Regions from separate parts of the Mus musculus genome. Here region 2 is linked to region 1. The links are chromatin contacts, called in public promoter capture Hi-C maps. All regions are on one chromosome and are shown on one strand. The core of a region is the stretch at or near the end of the contact, and the rest is flanking DNA. Distances in the headings are between cores, read along the strand shown.

What was found. Capture Hi-C pulls out chosen DNA fragments and counts their contacts.
Region 2: a contact with region 1 is called in a promoter capture Hi-C map of liver, with 2.1 times the contacts expected there. The contact joins two enhancer-like sites. A contact is called at or near these places in 1 of 15 datasets of contacts at CTCF or cohesin (embryonic stem cells), 27 of 484 Hi-C or Micro-C datasets (2-cell-like embryonic stem cells, the AML12 cell line, the C2C12 cell line and 15 more), 4 of 115 datasets of contacts at active chromatin or transcription factors (embryonic stem cells, intestinal villus epithelium and memory CD8 T cells) and 4 of 9 other capture datasets (adipose tissue, embryonic stem cells, liver and 1 more).

The regions. Positions count from the first base shown.
Region 1 is chr14:121,469,473-121,473,959 of GRCm38.p6, forward strand. It overlaps Slc15a1 (solute carrier family 15 (oligopeptide transporter), member 1), which reads right to left. Exons shown (of 23, transcript NM_053079.2): 17 at 3,534-3,683; 18 at 1,806-1,855. Among named protein-coding and RNA genes, the nearest start is that of Gm33299, 15 kb to the left of the region's middle. Within about 2 kb of position 2,324, at least 11 of the 459 cell types and tissues checked have an H3K27ac peak or open chromatin away from gene starts, as enhancers often do. A contact at or near this core is called in liver, where this site is marked.
Region 2 is chr14:121,587,413-121,591,899 of GRCm38.p6, forward strand. It overlaps Dock9 (dedicator of cytokinesis 9), which reads right to left. Exons shown (of 54, transcript NM_001081039.1): 38 at 4,400-4,487. Among named protein-coding and RNA genes, the nearest start is that of Slc15a1, 84 kb to the left of the region's middle. Within about 2 kb of position 2,664, at least 44 of the 459 cell types and tissues checked have an H3K27ac peak or open chromatin away from gene starts, as enhancers often do. A contact at or near this core is called in liver, where this site is marked.

The sequences.
Region 1 (4,487 bases), core at 1,074-3,573:
TGAGCTGCTCTGTCTTAGGAAACAGCGTGGATCTCTGAAGAACAGCACGTGAGAGTTGACTTCTGGGAGCTACACGCATGCACAACGCACGTGCATGCACACGCACACACACACACACACACACACACACACACACACACACACACAGCTTTTAAACACTAGTGAGATTTCTCAACAGTTAAAGTTGGATGTTGCTAAGCCTGATGACTTGAGTTTGATCCCTGGAGCCCATGGGTGAGAGGAGAGAGGTGACTCCTCTAAGTTGCATGCCCACACACATACAAATACACACATGCTAAATAAATAATTAGCTTTTCAAAGTTTGGCAGGCAAATTGGCTTAGTAGTGAAAGGTACCTGCTGCCAAGTCTAATGTCCATGAGTACCTACCTGTGTAAGATGAAATCAGTTCCTGAAACTGTCTTCTGACCTCCACACTCACACATAACACACACACACACAAACAAATAGCCTAAATACCATGACTTTCCAGCATTGGGGAATATTTATAAAGAAATGAAAATATTGTTCTGAGAACAAAATGAAACCCCAGAGATGCTTCTATTTCAGTGTCAAATACAAGGCACAAGGGGTGTGTGTGTGTGTGTCTGTGTGTGTGTGTCTGTGTGTGTGTGTAGTGCATGCACATGTCTTGTACAGGACAAGACGGGCAATTACTAATATCCAAAAGAAGTACTATGGACTGAGCTGTACCCTTGAAACTCACCATGACACCTCAAAACGAGGCTTTCTTTGGAGAAAAGGCCTCAGGAAGGAAAAGAAGCTGTTGGGTGGGGGTGGGGGTGGGGGTGGGGGTGGGGGTGGGGGCGGGGGCGGGGGTGGGGGTGGGGGCGGGGGTGGGGGTGGGGGACTTAACCTGACATGACTGATTGGTGTCCTTACATGAAGAGATTAGGATGCAGACACACAGAGAGTAAAAGATGGCTATCAACAATCAACCAAGGAGGAAGGCCTCCAGAAGAGACCAGTCTTCAGGGGACCTTGATCTTGGACCTCCAGCCAGAGGAACTAGGAGGTCATAAATTCCTGTTTAACAGCATCACCAGGCCATGGCACTTGTCCTGAGCCTCAGCACAGACAGGCATGGAAAAAATGAGAGAAGGAACCAAAAACCAAATGGTCTTGTGCTGGTGAGATGAATTACACTGATTTTTTTTTTTTTTCAGAGAAAAATCTGGGACTGTCAAAGTCAATGATTAAGACACCAGAGGCTTGGTGAGAGGCCAGCCGTTATAAGGAAGTGCCTGAAAGTCAGAAACCATCAGAGAACATCAGAGAAGTCTCCAGACCTCTGGGACATGTGTGAGAGGACAGGGCATTTTCAGGCCTGCCAGGGTGAGTAAAAAGGCAGCACAGGATCCAGGAAAGAAAGGCAGTCTCCTGGGCACAGCGGCGATGTCTCTGACCAGAGCATGTGCTTCTGGTAGGTCCCAGAGGGAAAAGTGGTCCCCAGGGAGGACTGTTGATAACCTGACACTGTAGCTAACTAACTAGACACTATATAGTATATAATGCTATAAGTATACATATAAGTATAAGTGACCAGGTAAAGGCTAACATTATTTGTGTCATGAATGAATGCTGAATTCTATAGCTTATTTTTCCGCACCAGTTGATAATAAACATGATGTGGACTTTCTTCTCTAAGTTATGAATTACGTTGGTTGTGTATTCTTGGTACACTCTTGACACTTTCACACCCTGGTCACCACTGGGCTTGGTTAAAGGAATGCGTTAAGCTCGGTTAGATGCGAGGAGAGCCAGTTTCAAGAGAAATCTCCGTACCTGATTCCGTTCTCCCCTTTCTCTGGCTTTTGGTTAAGACCATCTTTTACCTGAGAGAGAGAGAAGAAAGAATATAAGAATGTTTCTAAGCCAGAGAGATGGCTCAGTGTGTGAGGCACCTACTGTGTAAGCCTGACCCTTTGAGTTTAATCCTTGACAAGATGGGAGGGGAGACTCCACTTCACACAGTTTTTCTCTCACCTCTGTACATGCACCGCGGCACGGGTCCACCGCTCTCTTATGTGCCCATCATGTGCGTAGATAAACACACATGCACATACAATAAATAAACAGATAAATAAAGTGTCCTGGCGCTTAGCTCATTAGGATCAGTTCACACTAGCACTTTAGACTTTGAGCGCACCATCCTGGCCCTTGTCCTGGGAGATACGGTTCTACTTCTTCCTTCTTGGTTTCCCTCCAGGCTAACACACGTTTTCCTGTTATAGATCCTTGATTGTCAGTGGCTCCAAAGGGCACGACTCTCTGACAGTTTAGATGGTCTGACCTTCGGACATGGCAACACTGTATTGTTAATACAGAGTTCATGTTTGACAACTGTGCAGATGAGTCAGGAAAACCACTGGGAAATACATCTCACGAGCATGTTTTGCTAGGCCACATTTACAGCTTGGCTGGGGTGTGTCAACCTGTGGGCCACAGGCTGCGTACACCTGATAGAACAAGCCACCCAAGAGCTTCCTTGTTAAGCAAATGGCTGAGAACATTAACCGCACGTTGAGTTTTTCCTTAAGTCCTCACTCGAATCCCCTGGCAGACTGCCCAAAGTTCCTTTTTCAGATCAACTCTTCTTGTACCAAATGACACACCTAGATGTCTTCATTTTGTCAGGTAGTATTTCATATGTATTTTATTCCTTGTATCTGGTATACATACCATACTTTTATAAGAGCACATTTAACAATTAATACAATTAATGATATGTTAAGCACATTACCTCAAAGTCTGAGAATGTACATATACATTCATGTGAATTACATATACACATGGAAGTGTACATCCATACACGAGCATGGGTGCACACTCATAACACAGTTATTATTTATTTACCTTTATATTTTAACATGTTTTTGTTTTTGTTTTCAGACAAGTTTCCCCTGTGTAGTCCTGGCCAGCCTGAAACTCAAAGAGCCCCTCCTATATCTTCTTCCCGAGTGCTGGAATCTAAGCGCCGAGCTAAGATAGGGTCTTCCTATACAGTCCAGGCCAGCATCTGCTTCCTGAGAGCTGTAAAAAAGGCATGGACCACCACACCTGGTTCCTACTTTTCTTTTTACATCGTCATTAACAGTGATCCACCTTCCCCACCAGCCAGACCTTCACTGGGACTCAAATGTCTGTGCTCCTCAAGAGTTTGAAATTACCTAAAGCAGTCTTCAATATTGGTAAAGCCAAGCCAAAGCCACACCAGTAAAAAGCTCTGCCCTGTGGCTGCAGAGATGGCTCAGTGGTTAAGAGCACTGGCTGCTTTTGCAGAGGACCTGGGTTCAATTCCCAGCACATACAATATAATTCATAACTATCTGTAACTATAGTTCCTGGGGACCTGATGCCCTCTCTGACCTCAGACACCAAACACCCATGTAGTACACATATGTACATGCAGATAAGACACTCATACATGTAAAAGAAAGCCTAAAACACTTTTAAAGCTGTGTCTCCGATATTGCAAATAGCCAAGAGACATCTGTAGTGTTCAGTACTTACCACACGGTATTGACTGGGGTTCCACACTAGAAGGGTGTGCCGGTGACCCTGCTCAAAATCATGAGCTACTGTGGTGACTCCTGGGGATCCAGAGGAAGATATGTTTATGCTTGTCAGCTTGTCTATATCGAAAGTCATGAACGTGTCTGTCTGGAGATGGGGGAAAGAAGGCAGGAGGCAGAGTTAGCACTGTGGGCTTGGACGCTGTCATGTCACAGTAGATAGCATCCTGTGTTGCCAAGTTCATGGTCATACACATCAAAAATACCTTGTAGGGACTTAAGACCTGGCCTCCTATCCCGCAGACACTGTCATAAGGTTCTTTGTAGATTGCCACAGGATCTATACTGTAATTTTATTTTCCATAAGGATAACACATGCTGTGAACATCATTTATAGTCCTATAAGTATACTATATTATACTATGTATACTATAATATACTTTATAGTACTATACTATAAATATACTATTTTATACTATATACAGTATAATATATAGTATTGTAAATATAGTGCTATATTATTCTATATACTATATATAGTATAGTACTATATAGTACTATAAATATACTATATATAATATAGTATACTATATAGTGCTGTAAATATAGTATAGTATACTATATAGTATATTATATAATGCTATATGTATAGTACTATAATACAGAATAGTACCAGAGGACTGGGGCTAAAGAGATGTCTCAACAGTTGAGTATCTGTTCTTCCAGATGACCTAGGTTTAGTTCTAGCAATTCACATGGTGAATTACAACCACCTATAATTCCAAGGGACTTGATGTTCTCTTCCAGCCTTTGAGAGCACCAGGTACATATGTGGTGAACAGGCATATATATAGGAAATGCACGCAGGCACACATGCACACACACACACACACACACCAAAGGAAAAGCAAAAGCTCTGGTGAAATCAATACTGGGCTGCCCTGACCACCAG
Region 2 (4,487 bases), core at 1,414-3,913, 120 kb after region 1:
ACAGGACACAATCTAATGACTTTCTCCCAGGAGAGACTGAGAAAGCAACACTTTCTAATTGGTCGCTTTTTTTTTTTTAATTTAAATACTCCAGAGAGGAAGGCATCCAAAAAATAAAGCGATCCAAAAAATAAAGTACAGAAAACCCATAGAATTTCCTTGAGATTACTAATGGGAACTGTTCTCTTCAACCCAGAACCTACACTCCAAATTTCTATTTGGGTCACTGTACCAGAGAACTGATACAAGCAAATAAGAGGAAAGAAAAGAATAGTAAGACCTTGTTCTGACTGAAGGAAATATGAGCTATAGTTCTACAAATACTACAGAGGAGCTTTTAAAGCCACAGAGATGCTTTAAGACTGCCATGCAAGCTCTATCAAGTGTGTTCATCCAACTCTGCTTTTCAATAGGTGGTTCTGAGCTTTTACACCTGTGGTTCTCTGTCCCCCTTGTGTCAGAGCTGTCTAACTCCTCATGAAGATATAGAATATGTTTAACATTATGTTAATTCCAATTCTTTGTTTTTAAACAAGTAGTTTTCTAGAGAAAAGAAAGGTGGCTATATAGGTGCATTAAGGACATCTGTATTGCCTTCGCACAAGCTAAGGCATTCATGTGCTGGGTGGGGTGGGGTGGGGTAAGATAAAGGGAGAGTGAAAGAAAGAAGTATTGAGGAATACTGTTGAAGAGATATAAACCGTGGAAAGAGGAGACCAAAGCCAAAAACATCAACACCTGTGCTCAGGCCAGCCAAAAATATGTATACAGGTCAAAGCGACCTTTAAGGAGCTGCTGTGGTCTGAGCTAAGACTAGAACATGGCTTAATGGTGATTTTATTGTTTTATCTTTATAGAATTGTCCTTTTCTTTCTATAAAACATACAGGCTAAGGGCATGCAAGTAGCCATTTTAAATAAGATGGCTTTCTACTGAGCAGTTCCCATAGCACTAACCTACTCCTGGTCTAAAGCCTGGAAACAGAGAATCAGAACTTAACGTGTTGTTTTAAAACAGAATCGATGTGCCAGGCTACTTACGTGTTAGAATTATGTATACATGTACAGAAATACGGTAACGACAAGATTTCTCTAAGCTATCACACCATGCCTAGCCATGACACCATCTTGGGACTAGCAAGACAGTGGATAAGGGGAGGGTAATGAGGTGGGTATTGGGGGTAGGTACATATATGAGCACAATATAATGGTATACTAGGACATTATTTGAAAGTCACAAAAATACCATTACTTCCACTAGGGGGCAATAGTGTGTTGCAGCACTGTGAATTCCCTCCACCTTGCTCAGCCTGTAGGAGCAACAGGAAAAATGTCAAGAAAAAAAAAATGTCGAGAGTGACATTTTTAGATAGCAAGCTGAGGGCTGGTTTGGGAGTCTTCAGCATTCACAGATCAAATCTGTAAAATTTTCAAGCCACTATCATGCCTACAGTAAGACTTGTTTTAATTTTGTAACAGTGTTTGTGTGTGTACAAGCATGCGTGGAAGCAGAGGTAAGCTCTCAGAGATGTACCATCTCAGATATGTTAACAAATGGCATGTGGCTTTATGAGGGGCCAATATACTTTATGTAAAAAATATAAGAAGTGGTCAATAGTCAGTTGTTCCCATTTAACTGCCAAGAAGTTTTCCTCACAGCAAGGGGTATAGAGTAAAGTATATTCTATGGCAAAATGATGTACAGTTTGCTGGATCCTGTAACTTCACATACGGAAAGAGTCATGTTCAGAGTTGTTGGTGGCCATGGTCCATGAGGTACAAGGTCACCCGTGAATAACACGGCACCGGCTTGCCTTCTTTGAGGAATGCCACAGAGTAAGTGCCAGCTGGCTCTGAAATGGTCCTAAGTATGCAGCCCCACACTGTGAAGACACCCAAAGAGCGCGGTACACATAACTGGCTTCAAGCAGGGACTGCCCCTTTCATCGTACATCTGAGCCAGTCCAGGTGCAATAAACGGACAGACCATCTCAGATGACCTATTAAGATGCACTGTTTTCAGAAATGCTTGTGTCCCACAGGCAGCATACACTGTGGATTCTCCAGGGATTTAGGGAACGCACAGGCAGCCAGGCCTACAGAGGACGGATTGTCACAGGCCTCTGCTGCCCCCTGCTGGCCTAGCTGAGGTCTGACAAAAAGGGAAGAAATGGCCATGGAGAGAAGTTCACCCCAGCCCCTGTGTCTCCCTGGCAGGCTGCTCACTTATGTTGGCTAGATTAAGAGAAGGCATTGTGCTTACAGCTGTGTAAGTTTCTGTTTTGTTTTGTTTGTAGAGGGGCATGCATGGCCCCAAGCTTTCACTGAATATCTACGTAGAGATGAACAGGTATATATGCATACATATGAGTCATACACATTGTACACATGATAGATACAGGAAGATATTCTCTTAGCATGTTTTTGGCCAGGTTCCATGTGCTGAAACAGAGGGTGGTGGGAAAGGGTAAAAGCCACCTCATCAGAACCAGAGGTCAGGAGAAAGACTGAGTCCTGGAAGACACAGGCCATTCAGCTATGGGAGAACAACCTCACAGGAGGAGGGACTGGAGAGACACAGGCCAAGGGGAAAGGAGTCAGAGAACATGGCTTCCTGACCACGCAGGAGGACAGGATGCCACTGAGAACTGACAGAGGAAGGAAGGAGGCAGGGTACCAGCTTCTCCATGGACTGCAGGAAGGCAGAGGAGAGAGCAGCCCAGCTCACAGGGCTGTTCTAGCTGCAGCTGGCTGTCTCTGGCTCCTGCTGCGGCGTCCATCTACAGCAGGGGGTCGACAGTGACTATGTCTGAGATAGGGCCCCCATCTGCTTGTGTGAAAATCCTCCACAGTGTCTGTGTAGTAAACTACTCTGTTATATAGTCCAGGAAGAAGGAAATCTAGCAGTGTGGCATGTGTGCCACAGGACGGGGGGTGGGGTTGGGGGTGGGGGGGAACCTTGGTCTACCACGGAAACAGGGAATGAGAGCAAAGGTCACGAGACCCTGGGCGTACCCTGCTTTAACTTAACCTCTCATTCATCGAGCTAAGAGACAGAGAGTTGAAAACACAAGTACTGCAGCCCCAAGTATGCGGTAGATGTGCAGGCTACCACTAAGTGTGAGAGGTTCTTTCTGCCTCAGCCCCAGAGGCGGCTGCCGACAGGACCCTGGCTTAAGTGAGACGTCTCTGCTATGTTAAACTTTGTTGGTGAAGTGAGGGAAGCTGCTGTATTCGTTTGCTGCTTTATCTTATGGGCTTTTTGAGACAGAGTCTCACCGTGTAGCCTTGGCTGGCCTTGAGCTAGCCCACGGAGATCCATCCCTCTCCCTCCGGAGTGCTAGCGTTAAAGGCGTATGCCGCCACACCTGACATGCTGCTGTGCTTTTCTGCACTCTCACTTTGTGTTACCTTTCAACCACACGGTGGTGGGGGTGTTGTTTTTATACTGAGTCTGCATGAAGAAAAAGGCATGACAACCACAGCGGGTTAGAGATGGTGGGAAGAACTAATAACCATGTATTAAAGACAGTGCTGGGGATGAGAACACATGATTTTCTAAGATCTCGCTACGCCATGCTTGGAGAGAGAAGGACGGCTTTGAGAAAGCAACAGGGATGGAAGTCAGACTCCGAGGATGACTGTGTTAATTGTTCACGCGCAGCGTGGCTGGTGCTTTTAGGCTTTCTGCTTTGAGAAACCCTCAGGAAGATTCGAACTCCAAAACGTCTAGCAGGAGCACATGAAGGTGTCTGGATGACTGAGAGAAACGAATTAAAAAGATGGACCCTCGTACTAGCAGACCTCTATGGTGAAGTTAGGCAAGCCCTGCAGTTAGGCAAGATGAATGGAAAGGTCTTGTTTGCAAGGGAAGCGGCCCCAACCTGATTAAGTCTTACCATTGTCTACAGAAATCCCAAGCACACTTGATATCTTTCTCACACTGAAAACACAGAAAAAGTCACTTCGTTACTGGATGCTTTCCACACCCTCACAAATTGATTCACGGGCTTAACGGTCTCTTGCGGGCGGAACGTCAGAATGTGGGCACTCAACCAATTACATGCACCGAGCGAGAGAGGCAACCGAATCTGACCCGGATGTGCCAGGAGGGACAGCAGAGGGTAGAATAAAATGAACAAAAATACGAGCCAATGTCTGGCCACGGAATCTGCTGCATCCTGCCTGAAGTTTGGGCACTTTGAGACGGGTGCTGTAGTTGATTTGGCCCCACATTCTGCTACCCCCCCACTGCACAGGACTCTCCTCCAAGGAGGGAACTCTTCTTCCTACTTGTTTGGCTCTGGAAGAAAAATCAAGTTGGTGACGCGGTACAGTGTGGCAGGGGCTCTCCCTTCTGAGATGGCTTGGCGGTTACGATGGTTTGGCGTGGGACTTACTGTGGTTAAAAGTGACAGAGTTATCCAGGCTGCCCAGCTGCTGCAATCTGGCATGCATCATTCCTGTTCTGTTACGGGAAACAGGCAA